Linked DNA regions of Pan troglodytes: region 1 is linked to region 2. The links are chromatin contacts, called in public Hi-C maps. All regions are on one chromosome and are shown on one strand. The core of a region is the stretch at or near the end of the contact, and the rest is flanking DNA. Distances in the headings are between cores, read along the strand shown. Region 1 overlaps PCDH7 (protocadherin 7). Region 2 holds the start of PCDH7 (protocadherin 7).

Evidence for each region. A called contact is a pair of places that touch in the nucleus more often than the background predicts.
Region 1: a Hi-C map of induced pluripotent stem cells shows a contact between it and region 2, with 2.1 times the contacts expected there. The contact joins the enhancer-like site here to the promoter of PCDH7 in region 2. A contact is called at or near these places in 2 of 7 Hi-C or Micro-C datasets (induced pluripotent stem cells and stem cell-derived neural progenitor cells) and 1 of 1 datasets of contacts at active chromatin or transcription factors (stem cell-derived excitatory neurons).

Annotation. Positions count from the first base shown.
Region 1 is chr3:31,470,341-31,475,296 of NHGRI_mPanTro3-v2.0_pri, forward strand. The region is part of intron 3 of PCDH7 (protocadherin 7); the gene reads left to right. Among named protein-coding and RNA genes, the nearest start is that of PCDH7, 330 kb to the left of the region's middle. Within about 2 kb of position 2,596, at least 1 of the 24 cell types and tissues checked has an H3K27ac peak or open chromatin away from gene starts, as enhancers often do. A contact at or near this core is called in induced pluripotent stem cells, where this site is marked.
Region 2 is chr3:31,142,108-31,147,368 of NHGRI_mPanTro3-v2.0_pri, forward strand. It overlaps PCDH7 (protocadherin 7), which reads left to right and starts at 1,611. Exons shown (of 4, transcript XM_009447470.4): 1 at 1,611-5,261. The coding sequence starts at 3,626. LOC129143707 reads right to left here and starts at 2,454. Exons shown (of 2, transcript XM_054682824.1): 1 at 2,364-2,454; 2 at 1-1,541. The coding sequence starts at 100.

The DNA.
Region 1 (4,956 bases), core at 1,346-3,845, 330 kb after region 2:
GATATTTTTTGAGTGATGAAAATATTTTAGTAATACATTGGCTTAATTTTCAAATACTGGCATTTTATTTTTATTCACCTTGCTTTCTTCTACTTGGTGTATTTTAAAGAGCATGCTCCTTGCTTAGCATGATGAAATGCAGTCACTGCTAATTATCATGGCTGCAATTTTCAACTTCACAAGTGAAAATCAAACCACAGACTCCTAAGTGCTGGAAGTCATGCAATTCTAAGCAAAATCCTGAAGGAGCACGACACAGAAGGCCAGTTAAAGTTACCCCCCACCCCCTTGCATTGAGCAGTCCTACAAAGAAAAGAATTGTCCCCAACTAGACCATTGTTTCAGTTGGCATTGCTTTGCTAGTTATTTACATTTTCATTAGGGCAGGGCAATTTCCCCTCAAACAGGCTGTTGCAATTTGTTTATGTAGCGTTTTCATCCAATCAATATGCTCTTTATGATGAAGATGCAGAAATGCCACCAACTGGCTTGGGTTATTTTTTAAAAAAATAATGCTGCTTTATAAAAGCAACTTTTACTATTTCTGAGGAATAAATGTCATCCAAGGGGCATAAAATAAACCAAGAATTTTAAAAAGTTTTCTGTTCATAGAAGTGAAATATTTTTTCCTTCAAGAGAGTTGTGTGCAACAGGGGACAAATTGTAGCAATGGGAGTAGGAAAGTTAATCAAAAAGGTAATCATGTGAATCCAGGCAGCATTCCCTCTGCAGCAAGATACTAGTGTTTCTGATCGACAAAGTATGCAGTGAGTTAGGGCACTGTGGTTTTCATCGGCTGAGTGTGCAGCCTCAGTAATGTAGAAATGCAGAGCACTCATTCATATCATTTGAATGAGCATGATTCAAGGCTTGATTTTTATTCATATGTTTGATTGATTGTCATTTTCTCTCATCCCTGTTTTCTAGATAAGATAGGAGGATAGCAAAGTCAAGCAATGCTTTTCCTTCTAGTCATCAAATTAGAGTAACAGCAGTGAGTCAGATACTCTTGTTATAAAGAACAATCATATATTTTTTCCCAGTAGAATTCTCCAATCTCTTTTTGATCTTTGCATGCTGTATTAATGACTGTTAATTACATTGACATGGAGAATATTTGATTTTTTTGACGAACAGTGTTGCAATAATTTATGAAAACTATCATGCGTGTGTGTCTATATGGGTGTGTGTGTGTATTTTATATTTATGAATCGTTTATGCAGATCGTTTCAAGAAAAGGGAGTCTTGTAAGTTAACTCCTAACTTAGTTTCTTTGGGGTCCTGTGGGAAGCATTGGGGAAGGATTAGATATCGAAGTCAAACTCAAAAATTTTACTCTTTAGGGAGAGACAATTGCACAAAAATAAATGTGATGTATAGTAAAGTGTAAAAGCTACCATATGAAAAATGCAGGTAATCAGTGGTGGATAACATAAAAAAAGAGATTGTTTTCAGCAAAATAATGTGCATAAAGGAATTACTGTAAAGTTTGATGTCTTGTTCAATTTTTTGTTCCTTTAACAGAATACTTGAGACTGGGTAATTTATAAAGAAAAGAAACATATTTATTATCGTTCTAGGGGCTGGAAAGTCAGAGGTTGAGGGGCTACATCTGGTGAGGGGCCTTTTGCTGGTGCAGAGTCCCAAGGCAGCACAGGGTATCACATTCTGAGGGGCTCACAGGAGACAGCCAAACTAGCCTATATAATGGCCCATTCCTATGATAACCAACTCACTCTCTTGATAATGCATTAATCCATTAATTCATGAATCCGTGAATGGATTTTTTTCATGGGGGCAGAGCTTCTTTAACCCAATCAACTCTTAAAGACCTCATCTCGTAATACTGTTACCCTAGGGATTAAGTTTCAACATGAGTTCTGGAGGGGACAACTATTCAAACCATAGCATCTGGCATAAAATAATGTGCTTCAATGAACATATGCGTGCATGTATCTTTATAATGGAATGATTTATATTCCTTTGGGTATATACCCAGAAATGGGATTGCTGGGTCAAATGGTATTTCTGCCTCTAGGTCTTTGAGGAATTGCCACACTGTCTTCCACAATGGTTGAACTAATTTACACTCCCACCAACAGTGGAAAAGTGTTCCTTTTTCTCCACAACCTCCCCAGCATCTGTTGTTTTTTGACTTTTAGTAATAGCCTTTCTGACTGGTGTGAGATGCTATCTGATTGTGGTTTTGATTTGTATTCTCTAAAGATTAGTGATGTTGAGGTTTTTAAGATATGTTTGTTGGCTGCATGAATGTCTTCTTTTGAGAACTCTCTGTTCATGTTGCCCTTTGCTCACTTTTTAAGGGGGTTTTTTGTTTGTTTATTTCTTGTAAATTTGTTTAAGTACCTTGTAGATGCTGGACGTTAGACATTTGTCACATGGATAGATTGCAAAAATTTCTCCCATTGTGTAGATTGTTTGTTCACTCTGATAATAGTTTCTTTACTCTGATAATAGTTTCTTTTGCTGTGTAGAAGTTCTTTAGTTAATATTTTCAGGAGGTTAAAGGAGGATGAGGCTGAGCAGTTACTGAGTTTACAAAGGAGATCACTGTAAGCCTTCAAGGCAATTGCTTTGTCATGGTAAAGGCATAGGCTAAAGTGTAAGGGACTTAAAATTAAATGGGAGCTGAGAAAATGGAGCTGGCTGGAAGTAGTTTACCTTTCTCTAAGGATATCTAATGATGAGAGAAAGGAGAGAAGATGGCAGCTTCTGGTGTAACTTATGCCTAAAAGTGGCAATCTCTTAGGGACAACTTCTGTTTATTTAAATACATAAATAGGTAAGTAAGTAAGTAAATAATAGTGGTGCCTACCATTAATACACAATGAGGAGAGGGTTCATTCAATATAACAGATGCCACATTTTAGGGGGCTGGAAAGAAATTAGCAGGTTATGCAGAAAGCCAGGCATTCTCAGGATTAACAAAGTGGACTCTGGGATTTTTATACAAAGCTGTGCAGAGAAAAGTCAAAAGGTATACACATGTCTGTGGGCACACATTTTAATACTATAACTGTGGCTTTTTTGCATTTATATATTATAAATTTTATATCCCATATTTCTTTAAGCATAAATATCCTATGACAACAAGGTATTATGGCTTTCTCCCTTTTCATTTTTTTAAGTGTAATTATCAGCAAGAAGAATGCATTCAACAGACACAGAATATTGATTTCATTTTTCATTGATTGACATTTCTGTGTTTTCTTATGCTAGGAGGCTAACAACTTTCAATTTTATGTATTTTATCTAGATTTTTAAAATGTAATAATGATTTAATATATGTGGGATAATACATTACTACCACGTTTGTGCACTAGAGTTATTCTAAAGTACTAAGCAGTGAAACAGACAAAAATGTGAGTGTTGTTAGTAATATAATTTGGTGTTTTAACAAACAATACCAAGAATCTCTAAATTAATTAATTGGTTATTTTAATAAGCTTGGAGTCATTTCTTGGGAAAATAAATATAAGATTCACATAGCTGTCTTTCCTTTTCAGGAGGAGGGAGATAAAGTTAGTTACTTTTATGTATTTATCAATTTTCCCAAGTTGAAACACAAGTAACATAGGACCTGCAGTGACTTTTGGACCCTGACTTCTCTGCCTCAGGTTTAATCTCAAGCTATCAAGTTTTGGAGAGTCCCCTAAGTATTTTATTTTTATTCATTTTATTTATATTTCTTTTATGGCCTAGCAGATATACGAATAACCAGTTAGATTTTTTAGGAAGTAAGCCAGCATATTAATGAATGATTTGTAATTTCAAGGTAGTTTATTAATTTATTCTAGCATGGTGGTGACACAGAAATTACTGTGACTTTAGAAAATAAAATTAATTTGAGCTTTAGAGTCTGTTTTCTTGCTTTCTTAACTTCTGGTACTTTATCTGAAGTGGAATCTCTGATTCTCTGGTCTTTCTGATGTGTCTTCTCTCTCTTTTTTCTTTTTGCACTTTTTTTCCCTAGGGATTTGTATTTTGATTGCAAACCTTCTTTGATATCAGGTTTCCGGAAGTAATTGTACACAGTATCTCTCTCTGTGTCTGTGTATGTGTGTCAAAGGGACAATATGAAGAGCCAGAGAGCCATTTCCATAGTGAACATAAAGGTTCTAGACCAAATACTAAATTAAGAGATTCACAAAACACTTACACTGGGCATTCCGTTCCTGCTGTCAGAAGTCATAACATGATAAGCAGAACGGTAGCTGATACAAATGATGGTAGCATATTTAAAATCTTTGGTCAAATGCAGTTCCTGATTTGCTACAGTTTTGGATGGCTACATGTTAATAAAATATTTTTGGTTGAAATTCTTAGTAACCAATTGATAACACTTTTCATAAATTAGATTATTGCAACCTATCTCTCCTGTAATTATAAAAACCAATACTACCCCATCTATATCCTTGCATTAATCTGGTAGTACTACAAAGCCTGCCTTTTGAGGACAAGTTTGAAGAACCAGTGTGAACAGTTCTTTCATTGCACTTGTATTTTTCGAAGCACACTGATTCTGATACATGAAAGAATGTCAATTTTACCTGCAGCATTCTTGAATAGGTAGCTGATGCCAAATTTCAGTAGCATCCTCCAGAGGGCACTGTCACCTGTTTTATATACTGTATAACTTGTATCCTTTTATTAAGATGCTGTGCAATACTCGAAGAGTTATTTTAATCTATTTTTATGTGAAATGCAATCATGCATTCTTTGCATCATCCACAACCCTGCTATCTACAGCAGCTTCCCCTGTCCATTGTTGTAGACCATGGGTTGACTTGTATATCTGTATACAAGTTTTATATCAGTAACATTTTGTAGATTGATCCACCTAGGCTAAATAGTCCAGTCTAGGCCTGTTTAATAAGGATCTTTCACAACACCCCCACTTAACCTTAATTTTTCCCTTTTCTTGTTAAAATATAC
Region 2 (5,261 bases), core at 361-2,860:
GGGAGTGCACAACGTTTCTGCCCACGCGGCTGCCTGAAGTTTGCAAAATCTTAGTAAGGCGATGAGGGGAGTGAGTGCACTGCACCATATTGCCGCGCATCGGAATGCACGGCGCAAGACCGCGGAGTGGAGACGGCTTCTCCCATTTGCCTCCAACCTGGGAAAAAGGGGAACCAGGGTCGGAGGTTTGGAGGGAGGCAGGCGTTCCGATAAACCCAGGTTCTTGCCAAATGTAAGAGGGATTTGGCTTTACTGCCACTTAGCCGGCCGCGAAGGCGCTGCGGAGCCCACCCCCGCCCCCGGCTCGAAACTGCGGCGGTGCGCACTGAGCCTGCGCGCGGGGCTTTTCTCGCTGATGCTGCAGATACAGAGCTGAGAGGTTCGGGTGCCAGCAGCGGGAGGGTTAGCGGGAAGGCCGGGTTCCCTGCCCTGGCCTCGGAGGAGGAGCCACCACCCCTGGGGTGATGCTACTTTCACAGACTGGAAAATACTCGCCAGCTCCCTGACACACACTTAGACACCCTTCCATCCAACGGGCATCTACGATCCCCTGTAGGGAGAGCTTGGAAATCTCTGCCGCCTCTCCCTCCTCATTCCTGTTCCTGCGCCCGCCCAAACAACCGCGCGCTACATCTGCTCGTTGACTTTATTGGTGTTTGTCTTGTTTAAATCATTCTGCCTCGTCACCCAGGTCTCGTAAAGAATACCCACACCGGACAGATTTTATTTTTTCGGCTTTAAATTTTTCTTTAAGGGGAGGCCCTTAAATGTATATGGATACGTCAGGCGAGCTGAAGACTAAGCAAATCCCAGCAGCGGCCCTTTCTCTCTTTCGAGATGGTAAAAATTCTCCCCAAATACCTACAGTCCGCCTCAGTCCTCTTAATCCTAGCCGGGCCTCTTCGTTTACAGCCACTGAAATAAATGAGTAAATGGCTCAGTTCAAAAACACAACCAGACCTGAGATCTGATGAGGCCGGCTGCGGTGGTCGTGAATGAAAATTGGAGAAGCCTTGCTTCGGGAAATAGGGACAGTCAAGGGACACAAAGTCAAAAGGAGAGATGGGAAAGCTGGGGACACTTTGGTACACAAAGTTGCCATTAAAGTTTATTTCCCTTTTATCCAGATAGGTGACGCTACACTTTGCCAGTTACTAAAGGCTGCAGGTTTCTGCTCAGAAAATAATACCGAGGTTTCCAACATGTGTTTATTCCCCAGGCGCGCACACACGGTCTACCCCCGCAAGCAAGCACGACGACAGGAATGTCAAGCATTTAAACAAAGACAGACATCCTTCCCCCTCCACCCAACGCCGCCCCTGCCCCCCGCAACCATCCAAAGTCTGAGCTCCCAAAAAAGGATCTTTCTCCCGCTCTCTGGAGTTTGATGTTCTCTCTTCACTACTGCAGCCCGTCATGGTTTTTCAGAACAGAGTGGCTTTCTGGGCGCTCGTAGGTTCCCCAGGACCCCGATAACCATGTCCTAACCAAGATGCTAAATCGCGAACCGGAGACACTTTCCGGGGGGAGGAGGACGTCGTCTGAGAGGGAGGGAGAAGGAGAAACCTATCCTGACACCAGCTCCGAAAGCTCTCACGCGTGAACTGGGCATTAGTCAAGGGAGGAGGAAATTTACCAGCCCGAGGGAGGGAAAACAAGTCCCCCAGAGAAGACGGCGGTACTTGCTGGGGAGGGGGACTGGGCTTTGGCTTAAAGAGGACTGGCTGGGATTGGGCACACTTTGAGCGGCCCCTGGAGCTGAGGCTGGGCTTTCCCGAGCGCGGCGGCTGGCTGACGCTCCCTCCCGCCTCCTTACCCCGGGCCCTCCTCCCTCGCTCTCTCCTAGTGTGTAGTTTCGGCGGCTCGGCTGCTACTGCCGCCGCCGCTGCAGCAGCAGCGTCAGGGACAAGCCTGATCCGTGAGCAAGCGAGCACCCAGCAGCAACCACCACTTTGGGCAACTTGCGGGTTTCCTGCTCGCGGGTAGCGAACGGGAGATTCCCACTAGCGGTTCAGTGTCTCCGAGCCGCTGCAGCCCGAGGGGCGGCGGGAGCGCCCGCACCAGACTCTCCCAGACGCGAAAAGGGACGAGACAACTGCGGAATTCACCAGCCGTGCCAGGGCACTTCCGAGGCCACAACCGACTGACACTTTTTCTCCCCTTGGCAAACTGGATTTTTTTTTTTTAAGCTACTTGGCAGCTGTCTCTGACTCCACCTCCCCCTCCACCCCCGCCCGAAAGCCTTTGGCTTTTCTTCGGAAATCCAGACAGAATTGGGCATCTTTGTTAATTGCCGTTGGGGACGCCCGGCCGTGCGCTTTCGCCGGCTAACGTCGCCTGTGCTCCGAGCCTGGTTTGCTCACCTTTGAACTGCAAAGGGATCAAGTTCAGCTTGAGTTCCCTGCATTGGGACTAAGAGGAAGGAGAGAGAGCGTGCAAGAGAGCGAGTGGGAGAGGGGGAAAGGGGAAAGGAGAGGAGGGAGGAGAGAGAGGAGGGAGGAGAGAGAAAGGGAGGGAGGGAGGGGAGGGATCGAGAGAGAGCGGGGAGAGAGAGGCTGCAATCTCCTCCCTGAATCGCGCACAGCGCTGCAGATCCCACTGCTCCGACATGCGGGCCGAATGCAGGTGAGAAAAGGCACGGACTCTGCGGCTGCGAACCCAAACTTGGGCACCGCACGGTGCGCACTGCTCAGCCTTCGCCCCCGTGGGCGAAAGGCTGCTGCGGTTTCAGGCGGCTGCTTCGTGACTAATGACCTTGCGCAGAGTTGTTAAGAAAAAAGAGAAACCCGCGCTCTCCGGGGTGAGAAGGGACTGACTCTGGGCGTCTCTGAAGATGGCTCGGGCTTCTCTTTGGCGCTCCGGGGGGACCCTGACACTGACCGCTCTGTGACGCGAGTAGTCTCCGCTGCACCGTGCCCGAAGCGACGTGCCGGGGGATTTTTCATTCTCGATCTGTTGACTGGCTCCCCCGCTGCATGAGCAGAGTCGGAGTTGAGACTGGCTTGTTGCTGGCCCCAGCGCCTGGTGCAGGAAGCGACTCACGTTTGTCTGGGTGGCCGGAGCCGGAGCAGAGCCTGGGTTTGGAGTGAGTGCCTGGAACGTGAATTGGACTCAACTCGAGTAGCAGCAAAGACCAGCGGGCTGGCAGGCGGGGGAGGCTGCAGGCTCATTCCCCACCTCTTCCCAGCCCCACTGCCCGTCTGCCGGAGCGGTTCTGGCCCCTTCCGACAGAGCGGGGACTAGAGCCGGGGATTCTCCGCCGGCTGCGGGGATGACTGTGGGTGGGGGGGCCGCCGAACCCGCGGCGCGCAGTGTCCCGTGAACTGTGAGTACTGCGACTGAACGGCGGCAGGCGAGCGGGCGATTAGCACCCATTGCATGAATTATGAAACAATAACTTTCGGAAGAAGCAGGAGGAAAAAAAGAAGCATCTATCGCTGCCCTCCCACCCCCATTCCCGGCCAACTCTCCACGCCGCTTTTGCCCCCTCCCTCCCCTCCCTCTCGCTCCTTCCTTTCCGGGAGAGGGGAGAGGACTGGGGGGAGGGCAGGCGGCCGGCCCCGGAGGAGGGGGGCGCCGAGGGGGCTGTGGTTAGAAGGAGCAGTAGCAGCAGCAGCAGGAGAAGATGCTGAGGATGCGGACCGCGGGATGGGCGCGCGGCTGGTGCTTGGGCTGCTGCCTCCTCCTGCCGCTCTCGCTCAGCCTGGCGGCCGCCAAGCAGCTCCTCCGGTACCGGCTGGCCGAGGAGGGCCCCGCCGACGTCCGCATCGGCAACGTGGCTTCAGACCTGGGCATCGTGACCGGATCGGGTGAGGTGACTTTCAGCCTGGAGTCTGGCTCCGAGTACCTGAAGATCGACAACCTCACGGGCGAGCTGAGCACGAGCGAGCGGCGCATCGACCGCGAGAAGCTGCCCCAGTGTCAGATGATCTTCGACGAGAACGAGTGCTTCCTGGACTTCGAGGTGTCGGTGATCGGACCCTCGCAGAGCTGGGTGGACCTGTTTGAGGGTCGGGTCATCGTGCTTGACATCAACGACAACACGCCCACCTTCCCGTCGCCCGTGCTCACGCTCACGGTGGAGGAGAATCGGCCGGTGGGCACACTTTACCTGCTGCCCACAGCCACCGACCGCGACTTCGGCCGCAACGGCATCGAGCGCTACGAGCTGCTCCAGGAGCCCGGAGGCGGCGGCAGCGGCGGCGAGAGCCGGCGCGCCGGGGCGGCCGACAGCGCCCCCTACCCCGGGGGCGGCGGGAACGGCGCGAGCGGCGGCGGCTCGGGAGGCTCCAAGCGGCGGCTGGACGCATCAGAGGGCGGCGGCGGCACCAACCCCGGCGGCCGCAGCAGCGTGTTCGAGCTGCAGGTGGCGGACACCCCGGACGGCGAGAAGCAGCCGCAGCTGATCGTGAAGGGGGCGCTGGACCGCGAGCAGCGCGACTCCTACGAGCTGACCCTGCGAGTGCGCGACGGCGGCGACCCGCCTCGCTCCTCGCAGGCCATCCTACGGGTCCTCATCACCGACGTGAACGACAACAGCCCCCGCTTCGAGAAGAGCGTGTACGAGGCCGACTTGGCTGAGAACAGCGCCCCGGGGACCCCCATCCTGCAACTGCGCGCAGCCGACTTGGATGTGGGGGTCAACGGGCAGATCGAATACGTGTTCGGGGCGGCCACCGAGTCGGTGAGGCGGCTGCTGCGCCTTGACGAGACGTCCGGCTGGCTCAGCGTCCTGCACCGGATCGACCGCGAGGAGGTGAACCAGCTGCGCTTCACGGTCATGGCCCGCGACCGCGGGCAGCCCCCCAAGACCGACAAGGCCACCGTGGTCCTTAACATCAAAGACGAGAACGACAACGTGCCGTCCATTGAAATCCGCAAGATTGGGCGCATCCCCCTCAAGGACGGGGTGGCCAACGTGGCCGAGGACGTTCTGGTCGACACCCCCATCGCTCTGGTGCAGGTGTCCGACCGAGACCAAGGCGAGAACGGGGTGGTCACCTGCACCGTGGTGGGCGACGTGCCCTTCCAGCTCAAGCCAGCCAGCGACACCGAGGGCGACCAGAACAAGAAAAAGTACTTCTTGCACACCTCGACCCCTCTGGACTATGAGGCCACCCGGGAGTTCAACGTGGTCATCGTGGCGGTGGACTCAGGCAGCCCCAGCCTCTCGAGCAACAACTCCCTGATTGTCAAGGTGGGAGACACCAACGACAACCCGCCCATGTTCGGCCAGTCGGTGGTGGAGGTTTACTTCCCTG